Regions from separate parts of the Callithrix jacchus genome. Here region 1 is linked to region 2. The links are chromatin contacts, called in public Hi-C maps. All regions are on one chromosome and are shown on one strand. Each heading gives the region's core, a stretch centred on a gene start, on an enhancer-like site or on the middle of the called end of the contact. The rest is flanking DNA. Distances are from core to core; before and after follow the strand shown. Region 1 holds the start of ZNF329 (zinc finger protein 329). Region 2 holds the start of ZNF606 (zinc finger protein 606).

Region 1 (4,135 bases), core at 1,269-3,768, 160 kb after region 2:
CATCTCCAAAAAATACAAAACTTAAAATAAGAAAGTAAGCTGGGCGTGGTGGCTGACGCCTGTAATCCCAGCACTTTGGGAGGCCGAGGTGGGCAGATCACTTAAGGTCAGGAGCTCGAGACCAGCCTGGCCAACATGGTGAAACCCCATCCGAAAAAAAAATAAGAAAGTTATTTTTCTTGCTGGCCGGGCGCGGTGGCTCATGCCTATAATTCCAGCACTTTGGGAGGCCGAGGCAGGTGGATCAAGAGATCAAGGTCAAGAGATCGAGACCATCCTGGTCAATAAGGTGAAACCCTGTCTCTACTAAAAATACAAAAATTAGCCGGGCATGGTGGTCCTGTAGTCCCAGCTACTTGGGAGGCTGAGGCAGGAGAATTGCTTGAACCCAGGAGGCAGAGGTTGCGGTGAGCCGAGATCGTGCCATTGCACTCCAGTCTGGGTAACAACAGCGAAACTCTGTCTCAAAAAAAAAAAAAAGTTATTTTTCTTACGAAATCCTGGCTGAAGTATTTCAGAGTGAAGTATGGTATCTACCACATACTTTCAGTAACTCAGTCAAAAAAACCTAAGTGTATGTAAATATATGTCTGTACCACACCTGCCTCTGCAACACTTGCTGTGTGTACATGTATGTACGTAAAATATAAAAAAGGGAACCCTATGTCAGAGGTGTCTGAACCAAAGCAACTCCACCTTAAATAGGGGCTGGGTAAAATAAGGTTGAGACCTACTGGGCTGCATTCCCAGACAGTTAAGGCATTCTAGGTCACAAGATGAGAGAGGAGATTGGCACAAGATACAGATCATAAAGATCTTGTTGATAAAACAGCTTGCAGTAAAGAAAGTGGCTAAAACCCACCAAAACCAGGATGGCGACGAGAGTGACCTCCAGTTATTTTCCCACCAGCACCGTGACAGTTTACAAATATCATGGCAATGTCAGGAAGTTACCCTATGTGGTCTAAAAAGGGTAGGCATAAATAATCACCCCTGTCCTTAGCATATAATCAAGAAATAACCATAAAAATGGGCAACCAGTTCTTGGGGATGCTCTATCTATGGAGTAGCCATTCTTTTATTCCTTTACTTTCTTAATAAACTTGCTTTCACTTTATGGCCTCGCCCTAAATTCTTTCTTTCTGGAGATACAAGAACCCTCTCTTGGGGTATAGTTCCGGCCCCTTTTTGTGGTGACATCTATGCATGTGTTTGAGGCAGGGAGAGGAGAAAGGTAAAGCTAATGTGCCAACAAGTGTTAATAATTTGAGAATCTGGATGGTTTTACATGTGTTAAACTATTCCTGCAACTTTTATGTAAATGTGAAACTTTCAAAATTAAAAGTTTGGTTTAGAGGGAAACAAGCAGTAGAATGGAGGAAAAGTCAGCTGCTGTGGGAAAAGCAAAACAGACAAAAGCTTGGTATTCAAAACATACTCTTACAATCCCACGTTCCTAATAGCCAAATTCTTTTACTTGGCAAAAGATAAGGAACCTTTCCAGGCTGACGGTAATTTTAATAAAGGTTTAGATTGCATTTGTCAAAACTCCTCAAATGGTACAGTGAAGATCTGTGCATTTCACTGAAAGTCAATTTGGGCTCAAAAAATTTAAAAAAGCACTACTGAACTCTAATTCATATTAAGGATAGTGAGGTGTTTGAGGGAGAAGTGTTATCTACAACTTAATTTGAAATGTTTCCCCAAAAGGTGGATTAATGGATGGCAGAAAGGATGGACAGAAGGAATGATAAGGAATACACTAAGTTCAGCAGATGTTAACCGGGTTGTTCAGTGAACAATTCTTTCAGCTTCTCTATATAAACCAGTATTTTTTGTCGTAAAATACTGAGACTGGGAGAGTGCACGACGAAAAGAAACCACAAAACGAAGGGAAAAGACAGCGAAATGGTCACTAAACAGGTGCAAAAATTAGGCCCCCACTTAGAATTGCAGTAAAACATGATTTTGCAATTATCAAATGGAAAAACACACAGGTGATCTAACACCTGCCGGACTCAAAAGGAAGCGGCTCAGCCCATTGGCTCAGGGCAGCCAATTCAGCCGGAGGCCGACCCACGCCTACACCGCCACTCCCACCCGCCGGCAGAAAAGCGGTAGACTCGGGGATGACCCCAGGAGACGGACCAGAATACCCAGCAGGCGCGGCAGAACGGTCGCCGTGGGAGAGTCGGATAGGGACAGGAGCGCGGAACTCACGGGTGACGCGAAGGAACGACGGAGGCGTCCACACCAGCCTGAGAGCGACCTAGCCCTCGGGAGCGTAGCCACCCGCAACAAGAACAGCGCCCTGGCCAGACCCCCGCCCTCGAGGGCCCGACATGCCCACTACCCAGGTGAAGCCCACCTGCGGACCCGCCCCTCGCCGCCCCACCGGGATCCGGCGGGCCTCCACCCGCCACGCCGCCCCGCAGAGGGAAACGGAGGCAGCAAACGGCCCAGGGATGCGTCGGCACTTACGGTTGGGCGCCGGCGGCAGCCATGTTCCCTGCGATTGCGCTTGCGCGGCTGCCGGGACCTGGATGTGCGCGTGCGCGAGGCCCCCAAGCTCCCCCCGCCCAGCGACCGGGTGGCCGTGGGTACGGGGTTAATCTTTACCCGGGCGTGGGGTTATCTCGGGGCGGACGCGCAGGCTTTTTAAAAAAAAATCTTTTTTTTTATAGAGCCTTCCTTTTATTTACTGCATAATTTGCTAAAATATTTCTATATCCATAATTTTTTTTTTTTTGAGAAAAATGTTAAAATTCAGATAAGTACACTCATTATTCATTGGCAATATATGTACTGGGTGTGTGGCTCACGCCTGTATTCCCAGCATTTGGGGAGGCCTAATTTGTTAAAATAACTAGATGTAAGAAATGTAGAGGGGCGGCGGCTAGGAAATAAATAAATAAATAAACAAAGCCAGTAACTTTCCTCAGTAATGACAACAGCCGGTTGAAAATGAAAACTACACATTTTTTCATTCCTTCCGTGGTTCTCTTAAATTTTAGCATGGGAAAGTTGGAAGCCTAAATATTTACTGCGAGAAAGAAATTATGGTATGTGCAACGGAGCAAAAGAGGGTGGTTAAAACAAACCGACTAACTTACATACAAGATGAACAGTTCTCTAAAAACAAATTGCAGGCCATGCGCGGTGCCTCAGCCTCCTGAGTAGCTGGAATTACAGGCGCGCACCACCACACCTGGCTAATTTTTGTATTTTTAGTAGAGATGAGGTTTTACCATGTTGGCCAGGCTGGTCTTCAAAACTCCTGACCTCAGGTGATTCGCCCACCTTGGCCCCCCAAAGTGCTGGGATTATGGGCATGAGCCACCGTGCCCGGCCACAAGTGTGTATTCTTCTAGGTCACAAGTTAGCAAACTTTTTCTGTAAAAAACCCAATGATAGTTTCAGCTTTGCAGACCGTAAGGTCTCTTCCATGACGACCCAACTCTCTCAGATAGCAGCCATAGATAACACTAAACGAACGAGTGAGGCTGCATTCCAACAGAACTTTACAAGAATAGGAGGCCCTTCTACACAAGCTGAGTCAAGAAATAAAAATTAAAAAAAAAAAAAAAAAGAATAGGAGGCCCACTGAGGCCATTGTTTGCCAATCCCTGTTCAGGAATTATCTGTTTGTTCTTAGGGTAGGAGCCTTTCTACATCAAGATTAGCATCCCAGAATTCATTTACAAAATGATACTTTTTTTTTTCCTTGGAGATGGGGTCTTGCTTTGCTGTCCAGGCTATAGTCCAGTGGCATGATCGTATCTCACTGCATCCTTGACCTCCTGGACTCAACCAATCCTCCCATCTCAACTGCCCAACTTGCTGGGACTACAGGTGTAGGCCACCGTGCCAGGCTAATTTTTTTTTTTTTGAAACGGAGTCTAGCTTTGTCGCCCAGGCTGGAGTGAAATGGCATGATTTTCGGTCACTGCAACCTCTGCCTCCCGGGTTTAACAGATTCTCCTGCCTCAGCCTCCTGAATAGATGGGATTATAGGCATATGCCACCACACCCGGCTAATTTTTGTATTTTTTTAAAAAGTAGAGTCGATCGGGGTTTTGCCATGTTGGTCAGGCTGGTCTGAACTCCTGACCTTGTGATCCACCGGTTTCAGCCT
Region 2 (4,198 bases), core at 1,674-4,173:
GCCCACCCTATGCTAAGTACCATCTCTGAGAAGCAGTGTCTGGTGTGACCAGCCTTCCTGGGCCTGAACCCTAAATGGCCACACATAAATTCTCACGCATCTTGAGATGTCACCATCATCTTATTGCTCACTAGAGGTTTCTGACCCCTCCTCGTTACAACTCTTCACAAAGACTGATCTGGATCATCTGCCCCAGAGCCCCACCTGGTCCCCATTCTGATCCCCAGCTATGGCAGAGCACTACAGGGAGAGGCCACAACATGGCAGTCCACAGCTGACCAGGCTCTTGACTCACCCCAGGAAGCCCATGGGTCAACAGCTGTCATCCCCCAAGACTGGTCCATAAGGGCACCTGCACAGAAGAATCAGGTTAGGTCTGTGACACCAAATCTAGTGATTAAAGGCAACAAAATGCAAGAGGAAACTGACTCGCTAATGGGCACTATAAAATTCCATAAACAGAGCCCAAAGGCACGTAAAAAAATCCAACATAAGCTGGGTTCACACAGGAAATGCACATGTGAGTCACTATTACTTAACACTGTTTTGAAGTTACCAATGCTGTATAAGTAAAAAAATTATAAAGGTAAAAATATATAGGGGAGCAGTAGAGACAATACTTTATTATACGTATCGCTGTCTCTGGAAACCCCACAAACCATCAGAAAATTTCTCTCTTTTTTTTTTTTTTTTTTTGAGACGGAGTTTCGCTCTTGTTACCCAGGCTGGAGTGCAATGGTACCATCTCGGCTCACCGCAACCTCCGCCTCCTGGGTTCAAGCAATTCTCCTGCCTCAGCCTCCCGAGTAGCTGGGATTACAGGCACACGCCACCATGCCCAGCTAATTTTTGTATTTTTAGTAGAGACGGGGTTTCACCTTGTTGACCAGCATGGTCTTGATCTCTTGACCTCGTAATCCATCCGCCTCGGCCTCCCAAAGTGCTGGGATTATAGGCTTGAGCCACCGCGCCCGGCCCAGAAAATCTCTTAAAACCAGTAACAACTCTCAGGAGAGGCTATAAAACACATAAAAGTTACTGTGTTTTACGCCAAAAATTTTCCTTCTTTACCACCAATCGCTTCTAATTTTGTACCAAGACAGACAGACCCCACTTCCATCCTCAAAAGTCCTCAGCCCCTCCCCAGCTCTGACCCATGACTGCAGCGGCTAATGTTAGGGGAGGCCCAGAAGTAACATGATTTGGACTCACCCCAGGAGGCCCACGGGTTGATGGCTGCCATCCGGAGGACTGACTGACCAGACACCCGCCCGGTGAGTCACTATTCCCCACCTAATGACAAAAGTGAAAAAAGACAAAACTGGTCTATTCCCACAGAAGACCCAGCGGGAACAAAGAAGGGAATCCATCCATAGAAGCAACCAAAAAACTTGCAAGGAGAATTTAAGAAAATTTACATGTCAAAAAAATAACAAAATTCCTAAAGAAAAATGAAGGGTAATTTGCATAAGCTGGAAAAAAAAAAAAAAAGCATGATTCCGATGAGAAGGTATAAATTTGTTAGCCATTTCCAAGAGACAGTCAGTCACAACACAGATGGAACTTTCGGGTTAACTGGACAACAATTACTGTAAAAGCTACTTGCAATCCTCATACATTAGTGGTTGCCCAGAGCTGGGGGAAAAATAAAATAGGGAGAGACTGCTTCATGGGAACAAGAGTTTCTTTGGGGGGTGATGAAATGTTTTTAGCATTAGATAGTGGTGATGATTGCACAACTTTATTAATATACAATAAAACCAATGAACTTCACACTTTTAAGTGGTTAAAGAGGTGAACATTATGTTATGCAAATTTAATCCCACCTCCAAAACAAAATCCACGCCCGAGATTTCCTAAGCCTAAACTCGTGTGTGTGTGCGTGTGTGTGTGTGTGTGTGTGCGTGTAGGACCTGGAGATAAGCCTGGCGCCCAGACCCCTAAATCCCCAGGTTCCAGGTCTTTGTACAAGGCAGCAACCTCTTTTTTTTTTTTTTTAAGATGGGGTTTCACCATGATGGCCAGGCTGGTCTTGAACCCCTGACCTCAGGTGATCCACCCATCTCGGCCTCCCAAAGCGCTAGGATTACAGGCGTGAGCCACCGCGCCCGGCCGGCAGCAACCTCTTTAACGGACTGCTGGGTACGTGTCTAAAGCACGAGAACACCCAGGGAGCCTCCGGGGCACCGGAATCGGCGCGGAAACGCAGGACGCGAACCGCATTTCGCACTGTTAGCTGCAGGCTGACAGTGACCGCCGCCGTCACCGCGTGTTTAAGGGAATCCAGAGCCGTTTCCAACCCGGGTCTGACGTCCTTCGCGGTGCTTTGTGTGAACCGGCGCGGGGAGGAGGGCGGGCTGGGGAAGGAACCGGCTCGTTCTTCCCATCAGCGGCCTCAGAAGCATCCGGACCACCTGCTTCCAGAGCTCCCGACCCAAATCTCCTCCGCGAGACCGACGCGGCCGCGACGCTGCAGAAGCTCGTCCCGGCCTCACCTGACTCGCAGCCGCGGGTCCCCCGGGAAGGCGGCGCAGCAGGCTCGGGGTCGCCTCGCCTGCGGCGTTTGGCTTTTGTCCCGCGCCGACGTTCCGGCCCAGCAGTGCGCTCGGGAGCTCCAGGCCGCGCCTCGGGGACAAAGGCGCGCGGAGCCGACGTGCAGGGTTCACCCAGGCCCGGACGGCCAGACGAGGAAGCGCGCCTGGACGCTGGAGGCGGGAGGCCAGAGGCTGGCGGCTGGTGGGAGGGCCGAGGGCAAGGAGGGCGCAAAGCCGGGGCGGAAAGTGCAGGTGCAGGACCCGCCCTGGCGCCGCCTCTCCCCGCCGGCTCTCCCAACCCCCGAGCCCAGTAACTACGGCGGCCCCACAGCCCGAGCGAAGGCCTCACCTCAGCCGCGGACAATGGCGGCGGCTTCCCCGGCGTTGACCGGGGCGCACCGCGGGGGCTGCTGGGAGCTGTAGTTCCGGGCGGCACTTCCGGCAGCAGGGAGCGGATCCGCCCCGCCCCGCCCCGCGCCACCTGGGCGCGGTGAAAGGACAGCTCTGACTCGCGGTCCCGGGTTTCGCGGGAGGAGCTCGGCGAGTTCGCAGCGCTCCCGGGGGATCCTTCATTCGGCGTTCGCAAGATTGTGAGAAAGTGGATAAGGAACCGGCCGGGCGCGGTGGCTCACGCCTGTAATCCCAGCGCTTTGGGAGGCCGAGGCAGGTGGATCACGAGGTCAAGAGATCGAGACCATCCTGTTCAACATGGCTGAGGCAGGAGAATTGCTTGAACCCAGGAGGCGGAGGTTGCAGTGAGCTGAGATCGTGCCATTGCACTCCTGTCTGGGTAACAACAGCGAAACTCCGTCTCAAAAAAAAAAAAAAAAAAAAAAAAAAAAGCTACCCATCTCTGTGAAGCCCCACGGCTGAGAACATCAGGACTAGTTCCCAGGTCTTTTTCCAGAGGCCAAGCCTTTATGGGAGCATGGGTTGCCAGCGACCCATCCTGAGAGTTTTCCTGTGTCAATATGCATGGAGCGGTTCGGGCGCGGTGGCTAATTCCTGTAATCCCAGCACTTTGGGAAGCTGTGACGGGAGGATCATTGAGTTCAGGAGTTCGACACCATCCTGGGCAACATGGCGAGACCCCCCCCATCTCTCCAAAAAAAAAAAAAAAAAAACCCCACAAAAATTAGCCCAGCGTGATGGCCCGCGCCTGTAGTTCCAGGTTCTCTGGAGCCCAGGAGGTCGAGGCTGCTGTGAGCTGTGAATCCATCACTGTACTCCGGCCTGAATGACAGAGCAAGAGCCTGTCTTAAAAAAAAAAAAAAAAAAAAAGGTCATGCGCGGTGGCTCATGACTCATCCCAGCACTTTGGGAGGCCAAGGCAGGCAGTTCAAAAGGAGGTCAGGAGTTCCAGACCAGCCTTGCCAAGATGGTGAAACCCCGTCTCTACTAAAAATACAAAAATTATCCAAGCATGGTGGTGGGCAGCTGTAATCCCAGTTATTCGGGAGGCCGAGGCAGATAATTGCTTGAACCAGAAGGCAGAGGTTGCAGTGAACCAAGATTGCACCACTGCGCTCCAGCCTGAGCTGGACTCCTTCTCAAAAAAAAAAAGATTCCTCATCCAGTGCTCCTACTAAGATATGGCTTGGGGCTGTGAACACAAGATATCCTCACTGATGAGTGCTGCCTCTGTCCTTCCCCCATAGCTTAGA

What was found. Hi-C and Micro-C count contacts between places; a contact is called where the count stands out from the background.
Region 1: a contact with region 2 is called in a Hi-C map of skeletal muscle, with 4 times the contacts expected there. The contact joins the promoter of ZNF329 here to the promoter of ZNF606 in region 2. A contact is called at or near these places in 3 of 3 Hi-C or Micro-C datasets (induced pluripotent stem cells and skeletal muscle).

Annotation. Positions count from the first base shown.
Region 1 is chr22:50,869,071-50,873,205 of calJac240_pri, forward strand. ZNF329 (zinc finger protein 329) reads right to left here and starts at 2,519. Exons shown (of 6, transcript XM_078361034.1): 1 at 2,482-2,519.
Region 2 is chr22:50,704,601-50,708,798 of calJac240_pri, forward strand. It overlaps ZNF606 (zinc finger protein 606), which reads right to left and starts at 2,924. Exons shown (of 8, transcript XM_078361017.1): 1 at 2,496-2,924; 2 at 1,213-1,293; 3 at 879-1,017; 4 at 296-352. The coding sequence starts at 344. LOC103790146 reads left to right here and starts at 1,503. Exons shown (of 2, transcript XM_035284402.3): 1 at 1,503-1,510; 2 at 2,093-4,198. The coding sequence starts at 1,503. The coding sequence ends at 2,957.